Linked DNA regions of Mus musculus: regions 2 and 3 are each linked to region 1. The links are chromatin contacts, called in public HiCAR-type and promoter capture Hi-C maps. All regions are on one chromosome and are shown on one strand. The core of a region is the stretch at or near the end of the contact, and the rest is flanking DNA. Distances in the headings are between cores, read along the strand shown.

What was found. Promoter capture Hi-C pulls out the DNA fragments that hold promoters and counts their contacts. HiCAR-type assays count read pairs that join an accessible place to other places.
Region 2: a contact with region 1 is called in a promoter capture Hi-C map of pre-B cells, with 4 times the contacts expected there. The contact joins the promoter of Mcub here to the promoter of Ap1ar in region 1. A contact is called at or near these places in 3 of 39 promoter capture datasets (hippocampal neurons, liver and pre-B cells) and 2 of 115 datasets of contacts at active chromatin or transcription factors (large pre-B cells and stem cell-derived neural progenitor cells).
Region 3: a HiCAR-type map of astrocytes shows a contact between it and region 1, with 3 times the contacts expected there. The contact joins the promoter of Col25a1 here to the promoter of Ap1ar in region 1. A contact is called at or near these places in 1 of 39 promoter capture datasets (hippocampal neurons) and 1 of 115 datasets of contacts at active chromatin or transcription factors (astrocytes).

What each region holds. Positions count from the first base shown.
Region 1 is chr3:127,835,633-127,839,774 of GRCm38.p6, reverse strand. Ap1ar (adaptor-related protein complex 1 associated regulatory protein) reads left to right here and starts at 2,252. Exons shown (of 10, transcript NM_145964.3): 1 at 2,252-2,626. The coding sequence starts at 2,550. Gm43653 (a long non-coding RNA gene) reads right to left here and starts at 2,278. Exons shown (of 2, transcript XR_003954551.1): 1 at 1,592-2,278; 2 at 1-909.
Region 2 is chr3:129,968,646-129,972,737 of GRCm38.p6, reverse strand. It overlaps Mcub (mitochondrial calcium uniporter dominant negative beta subunit), which reads left to right and starts at 2,532. Exons shown (of 8, transcript NM_025779.3): 1 at 2,532-2,788. The coding sequence starts at 2,663.
Region 3 is chr3:130,179,291-130,183,064 of GRCm38.p6, reverse strand. Col25a1 (collagen, type XXV, alpha 1) reads right to left here and starts at 2,220. Exons shown (of 38, transcript NM_029838.4): 1 at 1,285-2,220; 2 at 231-300. The coding sequence starts at 1,581.

The DNA of each region.
Region 1 (4,142 bases), core at 1,003-3,502:
TTTCTGAGAGCACCCATGAGAAGTGCCCTGTCAAGTCTGCAGCTGTAATTCCTTAAGCTTTGGGGGTTTTTGTTTGTTTTGTTTTGTTTTTTGTTTTGTTTGTTTGTTTTGAGACAGTGTTTCACAATGTAACTCTGGATGACCCGGAATTCTAGGAATCCGCAGACCTAAAAATCTCAGAGGTCTGCCTGGTTCTGCCTCCTGACTGCTGGAGTTAAAGGCATGCACCATCATGTCCAGCCCATTTCTTAAGCTTAAATGAGCAATTATCAAGGTGTCACATGAAGTTTCAAGAAATAATACAGAGGGGCTGGAGAGATGGGTCAGGGGACATGAGCTGGGTCCCTACTACCTACATCTGGTGACTTATAACCAATTCCAGCCTGTGTTGATCCAATGCCTTTTTTCTGGCCTCTATGGGCATCTGTATGCATGCTCGTGTGGGCGAGTGCACACACACACACACACACACACACACACACACACACACAGACCTTTTTAAAAGAAGTAAGATAATGTATTATTTATTATTATCACCATTATATCTTACATTACTTTCCCTCAATAGTAGTGTCTGACAAAGCCACAGGACAGTACCACAAACTCGGGCATGATGATATCCATAGAGCCCAAATACAGACTTTCTACCATGGATCCACTTCTTATCCCCTGGGAGCCCTTTGCTGTGCTTGTCATTTGTATCACTTTGCCTTTTTAAAACGTTCCTGTAAGTGTAGTTGTGCAATATGTAAGCTTTACAGACTTTAGTTTAGCATCAGTTTCTGCAGACTCATTCACTCAAGGCATGTTCATCAACACTGGGTAGTATCTACAGGCTGTGTGCACCAGCTTCCTTACGCACTTATAGTTCCATTTCCAAGGCTACATTATTATTATTGATTTCAGGTACTGGAAGAGAGGAGGAAAATGCAGTGACAATTTAGGAAACCATTAAGCCATTTCACTGGCATCCAATGAGCAGTGGGGCTTGTCCACTTGAATACCAAAGAGTCAAGTTCACTAAGTGCTAAGACTGAAATCATGGCTGGCCTTGATGCTAAGAACCAACAAAATGAGTAGTTGAAAGAATGTTTTCCTAGTAGTACTGTTTTCTTTTCTTTTTTTTTTTTCAATGTCACCATTTCACTCACACTAAAGTGGGTTAAAATTGTAATATATGGTATCAGTGGAGCATGTTATCCACAGAACTGGGCATTTGTGAAACAACTATGCCTTGGATCCAGTTGGGTTAGACAGGGTTTCATTACATAGACATGGCTGGCCAGGATCTGGCTCTGTAGATCAGGCCGGCCTCCAACTCCCAGGCATACTTCTGCCTTCTGCTTTTAAAGCTACCTGGTGTCTGAAAGGGGGTTTTTAGGGTGGCATTTGAGAACATGGACCTTTACCCCAGCCTTGCTCTTCTTAACTTGGAATTAGAATATTATATTTGAATTAGAAATGGCTTGTTCTCCCGAAAACCCAAGACCTTTTGCTGACTTCTTCTGGTTCTCCTCTTCTCCACCTGAAATTACTTTTAATTTAAAAAATAAAAAATAAAAATACAGGGTCTCACACAGTCCGGACTGACCTCCAACTTAATGTGTATCTGAGGTTGACTTTGAATTTATGACTCTGCTTCCATCTCTCAAGTGCTGTTGACTGCAGATTTTTCCACCACACTTCTACCAACCGAGCTACATGCCCAAGCTGGAACTTTTCGTTTTTAATAAAAGAAAATCCGCCTAGGAGTGCACAGTGTCTCTCCAGTCCGCTGGCAGTATAACGAGAATAAGCTGCTCCGCAAACGAGAATATTTTAAGAATTAAAACAAAACAAAACAAAATAAAACAAAAAGCCTCTTAGTGTGTTCTAAGTAACGGCAGTGAGTCCCTCCTCTCTGCCTCTAGCTCTGGTGCCATCCTGGAGCGCACTCGTTGGGTGACTTCCGACCCGCTGCTGCAGAAGGGGAGGCTCGTGCGCTCTAGGTACAAAGTTCGAAGGCTAAGCTTGCGCTCGAGCATGCGCTGCATGATCCCCACTGCTTGACAGCGGGCGACGAAGGCGCCAGAAGTGGCGTAGAGAGAGAGAGAGAGAGAGAGAGCAGATCCCCGTCTAGGATCAGGTTCAGCACACAGCACCTACAACCGAGAACAGCGCCTCCTGCCCGGCGCTGCCAGCCAAGCCGGAATCCAGCGGAAATGACGCCCGCGCCAGCCGCCGGAAGCGGTAGCCGCCAGAAACGTGTCCAATGGGAGCCCGGGAGCGGCAGGGGGCGTGGCGGCGCGGGCCTCCCGCGGCTGCCGGGGCGGTGACGGGCGCGGGCGGCCGGGCGGGTGGCGAGCGGGCCATGCGGACGGCTGGAGACCCGGGACCCCACGGCCCTGCGCTCGTCCCTCGCGCCGCGGTAGCCCGGAGCCCGCGGGCCTAGCGGCGGCCTTTGTTCCCGGCGTCGCCGTCTGCCGAGCTCCGGCCGGCGCGGATGCAGCTGCTCCGCCTGGGCTCGCGCTCGGGGCAGGAGGAGGAGCGGCGGCTCCGGGCGGCATGCGATGGGGAACTGCTGCTGGACGCAATGCTTCGGGCTGCTCCGCCGGGAAGCGGGTCGGCTGCAGCGAGCGGGCGGAGGGTAAGCGGCAGCGCAGGCCCGGGATGCCCGGGATGCGCGGCCGGGGATCGGCGGTGGTGGTGGTGCCCGCCGCCCCCGTGCAGGCTCCCTGTCCCTGAGGACTTACCTCGGGAGGTACGATCTCCTGTAAGCACCCGGCACTGCCTCCTGGACACACCCTGCTTTGACTTAACGCCAAAGCTTCTGTCTCTGTGTTTGGTCTTCCTTTTGGGCCTTGACAGAACAGGTGAAAATCTGGCCCCAAGGTTGATGCCCCAGGTGCATTTTAAATAGAAGTCACTTCTGCTCCAGGCTCTGGTGAACTCTTAGGTAAAGAGCTGCAGGATCGCAGTGCACACTGGCCATTGAAGCGACTGGTGCGGCTGTATGCGAATCCTTTCATAGCAATAACTTAGAATTTTGGAGAGGAATACCATGCTGTGATTGCTACCCTTATGCTCGATAATCTAACCAAAATGTCACCGAGCAGCACGTCTCTTGTGAGGAAAGTGGGATATGCTTCAGATTTTTCTATCCAATAGCAAAATTGTGTGATTACTGTTGTACCTTTATTTCCTAGAATAGTGAAAAAACAAAACAAAACAAAAAACCCGGGGGCACATAGCATTGATGTTGATTTTATTATTCCTAAGCATTTTTCGGGAATTAAAACCTAGAATCAAAAAATCTAAGCCAGCCAATCTAACTAAAGAACATATCTGTTTTGAACTTTCTTAAGCATGGTGCCCAATTTTCAGCCAATAGCTTTGTATTGGGAAGCTTTCAGCCCACACAAACTGGAACCAAGTGATTTGTAATTCGAATCTTTGGGTCATGAGTGCATTATAAAATGATTCACTAATTAAGCAGTGTGTCAAAGTAGTGAAGGTGTTACTCTATGCGTCCCTAGAATGGGAGGGGATGGACTTAAAACATTTCTACTTAGTTTGGTATTTTGATTTTCCTGATTTCTGTACTTTACTTTGACAGCTGTTGTGCATTGTGATCCAAAATCATGTTATTCCAAGTACTTCGTGAGTGAACTCGTTTGTGAAGCTATGGAAAGGGGCTCATGGAAGAACTGGACATTACAACATCTTTGACTTTATTATCATTCCTTGGAAGGCTTAACAGTCAAACTCTGGGAGGGAGTGCTTTGAATTCTGCGGTAGACAATGTTTTTGTATTTGACTTTGGAGTACATTACCCGGGTTCTGTAAGAACCTTGGGTATTTTTTTTTTTAACAGTGATTTTACAAATGATATCTTCATTACACACTATTCATTAAAATTGCGGGTTCTCCTGGCTCAGCCCAGGCTTGGCAGCATAGGAGAGGCTAGCAGGGTGAGATCACGTGAGGCATGTGATCCTTGTAGATATGTTGTAGTGCTTGATCGAGAGTCTGTACTTTGTCTTTGGCTGACTCCTTGAGTGAGTCCTAGGGGTTGTGGATGCTGATGCCGAAGACCATGTGATCTGTGTCAGTCCTGTTTCTTGGCATCTATAAGCATAGGCTTCAACAGTTCCCTTACTTGA
Region 2 (4,092 bases), core at 1,283-3,782, 2.1 Mb before region 1:
GTACAACCGCTCTGGAAATCAGTCTGGTGGTTCCTTGGAAAATTGAACATAGTACTACCTGAGGACTGGTAGTTTGGGACTAGAACTTGAGTCCTCTTCAAGGGGGCTCTTAACCACTGTCTCATCTCGGCTGACCTTTGCAGCCAGCATTGCCCGGGCTCTTGTTGCTCTCTCAGATTCCTTTTGCTTTTGCATATCTGTGGCTGTGGCTCTGCTTTGACAGCTTTCCTAACATCCAGCCAGCTCTTCCCTTCTGTCTGCCTGGCTCACCAGTTCCTTCAGGTCCCAGCTCTTTCCCGACTGTCAGTGCAGCCTGCGTTCCCTCTTCCTCTGTGTCTTGGCCTGTCCTGTGCCCTCCGCCACTCTGTGCCCTCTGGTTTGTCAAAGCAGTTGATGACCCCACTGCTTCTGGTGCTCAGCGTGCTGCCTGGACTCGGTGACTGCCATCACTGACTCCCCTGCTTCTTGTCTCTGCTTTTTTCTTTGTATAACCAGCTCGACCTACTCTACACAAGTAGGCAAGAGAAGACCATTTTTGTGCTGGGTAGTTGTACTTGGCACAAGCTAAACTCATCTGAAAAGAGGGAACCTCAACTGAGAATTTGCCTCCATAAGCTCGGACTGTAGGCAGAGCTGTAAGGCTTTTTTTTTTTTTTTTGGTTTTTCGAGACAGGGTCTCTCTGGAACTCACTTTGTAGACCAGGCTGGCCTCAAACTCAGAAATCCACCTGCCTCTGCCTCCCAAGTGCTGGGATTAAAGGAGTGCGCCACCACACCCGGCTTGGCATTTTTTTAATTAATGATTGATGTGGGAGGGCCCAACCCATTGTAAGTAGTGCCATCCCTGGACAGGTAGGCCTGGGTCCTATAAGAAAGCAGGCTGAGCAAGCCATGGAGAGCAAGCCAGCAGGCAGCACCCCTTCATGGTCTCTGCATCAGCTCCTGCCTACAGGTTTACATCTGTCTGAATTTCTGTCCTGACTTCCTACAATAATGGACTACAATTAGGAAGTATAACACCCCCGCGCCCACCCCACCCCCCAAAAAAAAAAAACCCTTTCCTTCTCAACTTGCTTTTGGTCATGTTGTTTTATTGCAACAATAGAAACCCTAACTAAGAAAATTGTGTAGGTGACTTTCTTTTTCTTTTTTTAAATTTTGGGACAGATTCTCACTATGTAGCCTCGACTGGCTTGGAACCTATTATAGAGTCCCGGCTGGCCTTGAACTTACAAACTAAGGTCCTCTTGTTTCTGCCTCCTGATTACTGGAATTAAAGTGCATCATTACCACTGACCTGGAGAAGCCTTCTATTGGATCTAAGGTTGTAACACCAGAGCAGGGAAACGCAATGGTGCCTCCGCAGCTAGCTTACCAACCAGCCAAACACTGGGATTACATGGCTAGAGGGGCGGGCGGGGGTGGGGGTGGGGCGGGGGATAGTGTACCAATCACAGCAAAACTCTCACACAGATGGTTTGTGTTCACACCAAAGACAACAACTGTAACTTTTGAGCTGCCAGGTAAAATGCTTCTCTTCTGGGCTGGTTAGAAATAGTGACAGGGCATGTGATAGCAAAACCGCCCTGTGTAAACTGAAACACTCCAGGCTGGGGCTGTAACCTTGGGAGCTTTGATCACCATCCTGTAGTTTCCTCAAGGCATCTGTGCTGCGCTCAGAATGGCAGAGTGTTTGACTGACAGTCCTTTGGCTCGAGGCAGCCAGGAATCAGGGGAAGCCTAACAGCTGCCAATTAGGAAGCCAAATTGCCTCCCCACCCCCACATGTTTGCCATTTACAGGAAAGCGAGCGTCGAGCATTGAGCATTGAGAGTGCTTACAATGCGAGCCTACAGAACTGATCGTTAACGCTAATAGCGGTTTTAACAGTGATTTCGCAATGCTTAACTCCTGCCCCTCGGGGAGCAGGGTCCTTTCATGTGCCCCCCAAAGAGAAGCAAGCTTTGCTGTGGAAGAAAATTTCCCAGTGTCTGGACTTGGGCCAGCCTGTAATGAACTACAAATCTCTGGAGCATCTAGAGTCCTGGGCTGACTTTGCCAGTGATCTGAGGCCCAGGAGAGGCTCATCCCAAGCCTTGGAGCCCACCTGGAGGTGGAGCTTTGGCAAACTCATTTTTCTTCCTCTTTCCAGCCGGGCAAAGGAGCGCAATTTCCAGGGACCTTTCAGCTCCCAGCTCCCAGTCCTTTCCTCAGAGCCCTGGAGTTTTGGTTCATGTTGTGGCAGGGTTTGGGGTAGCTCAGAGTGTACTCCAACTTTTTAGTGGATGGTGGCCTTGAACTCCCAATCATCGGCCTGCGTTCCCAAATCTGAGGTCCCAAGCAAGCCTCACTACTTCCGGTCCTGGCTTCTGTTGGGTTTTGACATCAACAGCTGCATGGTGTGAGTCCAGCTCCTCTTTCCTTTCTCAAGACGTATGTGAGGGAGCCAGGAAGAAGTTCGCCACTCGTTTGCGCTTTTTTAAAGAGAGAGAAAAAAAAATGTTTCTTTTTTTGTCGGAGGAAAAATACCCAGCCTGGAGCCCGGGTGTGCACCAAGCGAAGTCAAAGCGGGGACACACCCTCCTGTCGCCGCCCCAGTCGGCGGGGCGGGCAGAGCCCACAGCGGGCTGGGCTATAGCAGCCGGATGAGGATGCGTCGTTAATGCCAGGAGCTCTGTCCGGCAGGAGGATGCTCCCGAGCGGGCTATGTCTGGGTCGGTGGCAGCTGCTGCGGACGATCCGAGCCCGCGGCCGCGGGGATCCCAGGGAGCTGCCATCCACACCCCAGGTAAGGCGCGGCGCAGGCTCGGGAGCCTCGGGTGGAAAGTTTGCGTTGGGCAAGTTCGGCAGGAGTGAAAGCAGTTCCCTGCGTGCTGCTCCGCACCCCGACAGGTGGTGGCCGCGGGCGACTTGTCCCGGGGCTGTGGGGGAGACAGGCCAGGAGCGGCCAGCGCGGGGCGCATCTCCCGGGAGCGCAGCCCGCTGACCCCACCGCTGTGTCCTGCGGTCTGTAGTCGCCGGGGTGGAGGGGAGGCCGCGAGAGCTTGGTGGGCTGTGTCATCGGAGGGTGGCTGTCATCGGGGTGGGCTGTAACCTGGGATGCTGTCTTCCAGGGTGGACTGGCCCAGGACCCTGTCTTGCCCCTCCTCCAAACCCGGAGCCCCTCCCTTTCGTTACATGTAAACCCGAGTCAGTGGTGAATCAGAAGTGTGTGCTGTAACAGTTAGGCGGGCACAGTTTGTGTCATGGCCTGTGTGGAACCTCGAGGAGGAGGGAAGAGGTGTGGATGGGCACAGAAAAGGAAGAAGAGCGGGAACGTGCTGAGTTTACTAGCTTCATGATACAAAGGGGGCCAGGGGAAAGGGACCCGAGGCTGCTTGGGGCTGGGACTGGAGCTGAGTCTGCCCACACCTCAATTACTGGGTTAGCTTTCAGACTGCTAAAGGGAGAGCGATATATGAACATATTTACTATCTCTCACTGCAGTGAGAACGGAGCTGTGTCAGCTCCATCGCTTTCAGTTCCTGTATCTTTCCGGCTCGACTGCCCCAGTGCCCCAATCCTTGGATTCTGCCCCCCAAGTATAGTCTTAATGCCCCAGAATTTACACCGATAAAAGAAATATTTCAATGCTTAAAGGAACACTTTTGTTAAATGTTTGAAAGCAAGCAGAAACGTCCATTTTGACACTTCTACCTAAGGCAAACTCCTTAAAACTTATTGTGGGCAAACTCAGTGAAGTGGTTTCAGAAAAGTTCTCTAAAAATAGTACTTTAAGGTTTACCTCTCAGAGACAAAGGCATTCCGAACACTCTTAACTACTCACTCCTTTCTTTGCCTCACACCACAGAAACACAGTGATAATTAAACAGTGCTGACTAGAAAGCTCATTTGACAATTTCGAAGTGTTGAGAATGGAGCCAAACAACGAGGCTCTATTAGGCCACACCCACCTACCACTAGGTCTCTCCCATTTAAATACCTGGAGTAAATACCTGGATGAAATACCGGATCCCAGAATAAAGCCAAGCCTGCGGGGCTGCATCTCTGTGCAGCTTTGGATTCTCTACCCCCTAAGAGTTTCAGCTACAG
Region 3 (3,774 bases), core at 971-3,470, 2.3 Mb before region 1:
TTCCCATAGCAGACCTTAGCATGCTGCATAAAACAATATTTAGGGCTTTTCTGCCATCTTTTGGACTGAGACATGTTGGTTTTATTAAAGCAGGTTGGGCCTGCAGTCTTTCTTCACTATTATTACAGGTAGACTTGACAGCACAAGACACCCCCCCCCTTTTTTTTCTTTTTTCTTTTTTTCCAGAGTTCTGCTGTGAAGGAAACGTTGTTAAATGAGGGCCGTTTTACCTGCTGGGCAGTTGCACTCTAAAGGTGCCTCCCTGGCCGTTCTTATTTTAGCCATATGTTCGTAGGATTTCTGTAGGGAAAGCAGAGGGGTTGACACAGTATCAGTAGCACTGAGGAGAACTAGACTCTCAGGGGCTCTCTGGCCACATGCCTGCTTCGCCAGCATCTGATAGCTTGCATAAGGAATATTTACATATGTACTTGGACTCTTGTCAAAAAGTAACAGAATCCAAGTCCTAAAATAAGACAATGACCACTGACATGGTAGCAGGATTGCAGGGTTTGGCTAACATCTTTCTCTAGTCCTCAATTACCACCCCACCCCCCCACCCCCACTTTCCTTTAGCCCAAGCATAGGCAGGCAGTGCAAAAGCCAGGCAGTGATATAGGTCCAAAGACGCTGGTCAAGAGTGCATAAGTGAATGTGAACTCTACACAGCCTCTCCATTGGAAGTAAATTTTAAATAAATAAATAAATAAATGGCCCTGATTTGAAACCAACCTTGAAGATAACTCTCAGCTTCAACAGCTCTACCTTCCAATTATTACCTGCACTGCATCCTTAACCAACTATAAAACTTTTTCAAAGTGTTTGAACATGAAAAAAAGATTCGAAGGGTGGAATTTATGATTCTCAAGCTCTATAGGATCGTTTCACTTGAAAGTGATTACCTTTTGTATATTAATAACACCTGTTTCCCTAACCTTTCCCTGGGAAGGAGATATGAGATCTTATATCAACAAAAATTGGTCTCCGTTGAAGTGAGAGCTCCCAAGAGACTCCAGAAAGCTACAAAGAAATAAAATGCCCCTCCACACACTCCCGTTATCCAGACCCCCCATATATGTCTAAGCATGCAAGCACTATGGAATACCCAGGGAAGATATCTGCTACAGACTTGATACTAAGCAATACCCAAGGTACTTAACTCCATACTTGGCATATACAGTCAAGTCAACTATGCAGACAGCTAAGGGTCGAAACTATCCCTGCACACAGGGCTCACACCTGTGCAAAACAGTATTCACGTGCAAAATACCCAGCCTTCCACACCTGAGCCAAGAGACGCTCCACTTTCTCCTGAACCATTGCCTTCAGCTCATCCACGGTGTCAGACAGCGGATGGAAGGAAGGGGTCCCTTTAGCAGATTCAAGAGCAGCAATCCTCGCCTGGAGGTCGTTGGTTTTCACCCCAAGATAAAAACAGAAAGCCACAGCAACCACTGACAAGAGGGTCGCCAGGGCCGTGCACGAGGGCATGGTGCCGGCACAACGCTGTCCCAAGGGGCGCGGATCTTCTGATCCAGACTCTCGTCCCCCTCCTTTCCCTGCAAGCTTCTTCACCAACATTGTGGCGGGGTCGCTGGCCTCCGCTACGCCTTCCACCTTCTATCTCCTCCAGTAATCTTAGAATGAGAGGAAGGGTCGGTTCCTCCAAAGTTCAGTCCCTGCGGCTGCACAACTAGTTGGTAGAGTCGGAGCCCGGGCTTAGAGATGGACCTGCGCGTGGCTCGGCGTCCGGATCAGCAGGCGTGGACCGACCGTCCTCCAGATTCTTTCTCCCCTTCCAGCTAGGAGTGAAAAGCACCCTCCGGCCGGGGACTGTGTGGCGCCGGGGGTGTTGTTGGGGTCACAGCTGAAATGAAACCCACTAGGGCAGCTCTCTTGACCCCCCCAATCCGACACCTCCTTAGGGGTCCCCCGCGCGGAGGCGCAGGGTCCGAGAGCCCCTCTCTCTGCTCCGACCTGTTGAGTCTGCCTGCCTATCTCTACCTTTTTCCACCCGCCGACCTGTCTCCCACCTGGATCAGTTCAAGGCCAAAAAGAAAAGGAAATACAGAGACCCGGCGAGAGCGCAGCCCCCGTGGGTGGTAGAGGAATAGAGAAAAAGAGGACCGAGTGACCCAAGCAGCGATCGTAAGCTGCGAGGCCCCAAAAGTATCTCCGCAGACCCGCGTGTGCGAGCCTTAAATACCCCGGGATGCTCTTGTGTGAGACAGTGCGCGCGCGCCTGAAGCGCGGACCGCCCCCTCCCGCAGGAGCCTCCTTATTAGCATAATATATTCACCTTCGCCCAGCCCGCCTGGACCCACGAAGGGGCGGGAGCGCGGGTGGGAGCGGAGCCCGAGGTCTCTATTAGCATAATATATGCAAATAGCTACAGCAACCACTGTGATTGGAGAGGAGCTTGGAGACCCTTCCCCCTCCCACCACCGAGTAACTTCAGCGTCCCCCTAAGGCCATCTCTCCGGCCCTAGCCAGGGGCCGAATTGAGGTCTGCTGTGCAGAGTGGCTTATACTGGCTTAGCCCAGCGCCCCCTATTTGGGTTAAAAAATGGAGAAATGGCCTCCTGAAGGAAAGAACGGAAGCAGAAGGCTCCAGCTCTCCAGATCCTCGCTCAAAGGCAGCCACAGGAGCTCCTCCATCTAGCCCTTGCGCGACGTTTTCCCTCCTCCCTCAGTTCGTTCCCACATGCCCAGAGGCAAAGTGTCTGGCTGACGTCTGCAGGGTACCTTCCCCACTTCCCTTCCTTCCCACGCCTTGCTGCAGATGACTGGGGAAGTTTTCTCGCCCCTCCCCCGTTTCCTCTTGTCTTGATGCTGCCCCCCCCCCCCCCCCCAGCTCTGGGCTCTTTCTCTGTACTAGGGTGCTAATGTGTTTTCCTGATTCGCTGTTTTGTGAGTGTTTGAGGCATACACATTTCTCAGGATTTAGGAAAGAGCTGAAGAATGAAGTCAGTTTTTCCTCTTCCTTGACTCTCAGCTTGCCTCTTCCCTCTGGATCAAATTACTAAGTCTCTACTGGGATTTTTTTTTTTTTTCTAAATTGATAACAAGTAGCATTTTGCATCCAATTGATTTTAGAGAAGAAAACACAACCCTAACTCTCCTTCCAAAAGACCTTCCTTTTTGCCTTTTCATCTTAAGAAATGTCACGTACGTTTCTTTCCCTCCCTAACCGATTACCACAACCAGTTACTACTATAATCAATGAACAAAATACCTAACCCGGAGCAGTTGCTTCTCGTGTGTAAACTACAGTGCCAAGGGGGACTTAGGATAGACATAGCAGGAAGCCTGCACTTATGAATCTCAACAAGTGGTTGCATAAAACAAGACCTCAAGACCTGAATAACAACTATGCTCACATGCCAACGTGGATCGGGGACCTTGCATGAGACCCGGTGCCTAGAATAAGAGCTACTAACAATCAATGGCTGCTGGAGGAGACTGTTTCCTTCCGGAACCAACTCCAGACTGTCATCTCTAAATACATAGACATATGAGAAACACTAAATGGACTCAAGAAGGATGTGTGTGTGTGTGTGTGTGTGTGTGTGTGTGTGTGTGTTCCAGGTAAGTAAGCTCCCTAACCCTGAACTCTAGCTCCAGCCAAAAAGTTTAATATGTTAGTTCTTTCCACATTCCAATTAACCTCCGTTGCTTAGTGTGGGTGTTTAGTGGGCCGCGGTGGTGGTGGTAATGTTGTACATGGGTTGCAAACTTTTTCTTTGCCAGTCCTCTCAATGTTCTCTCTTTGAG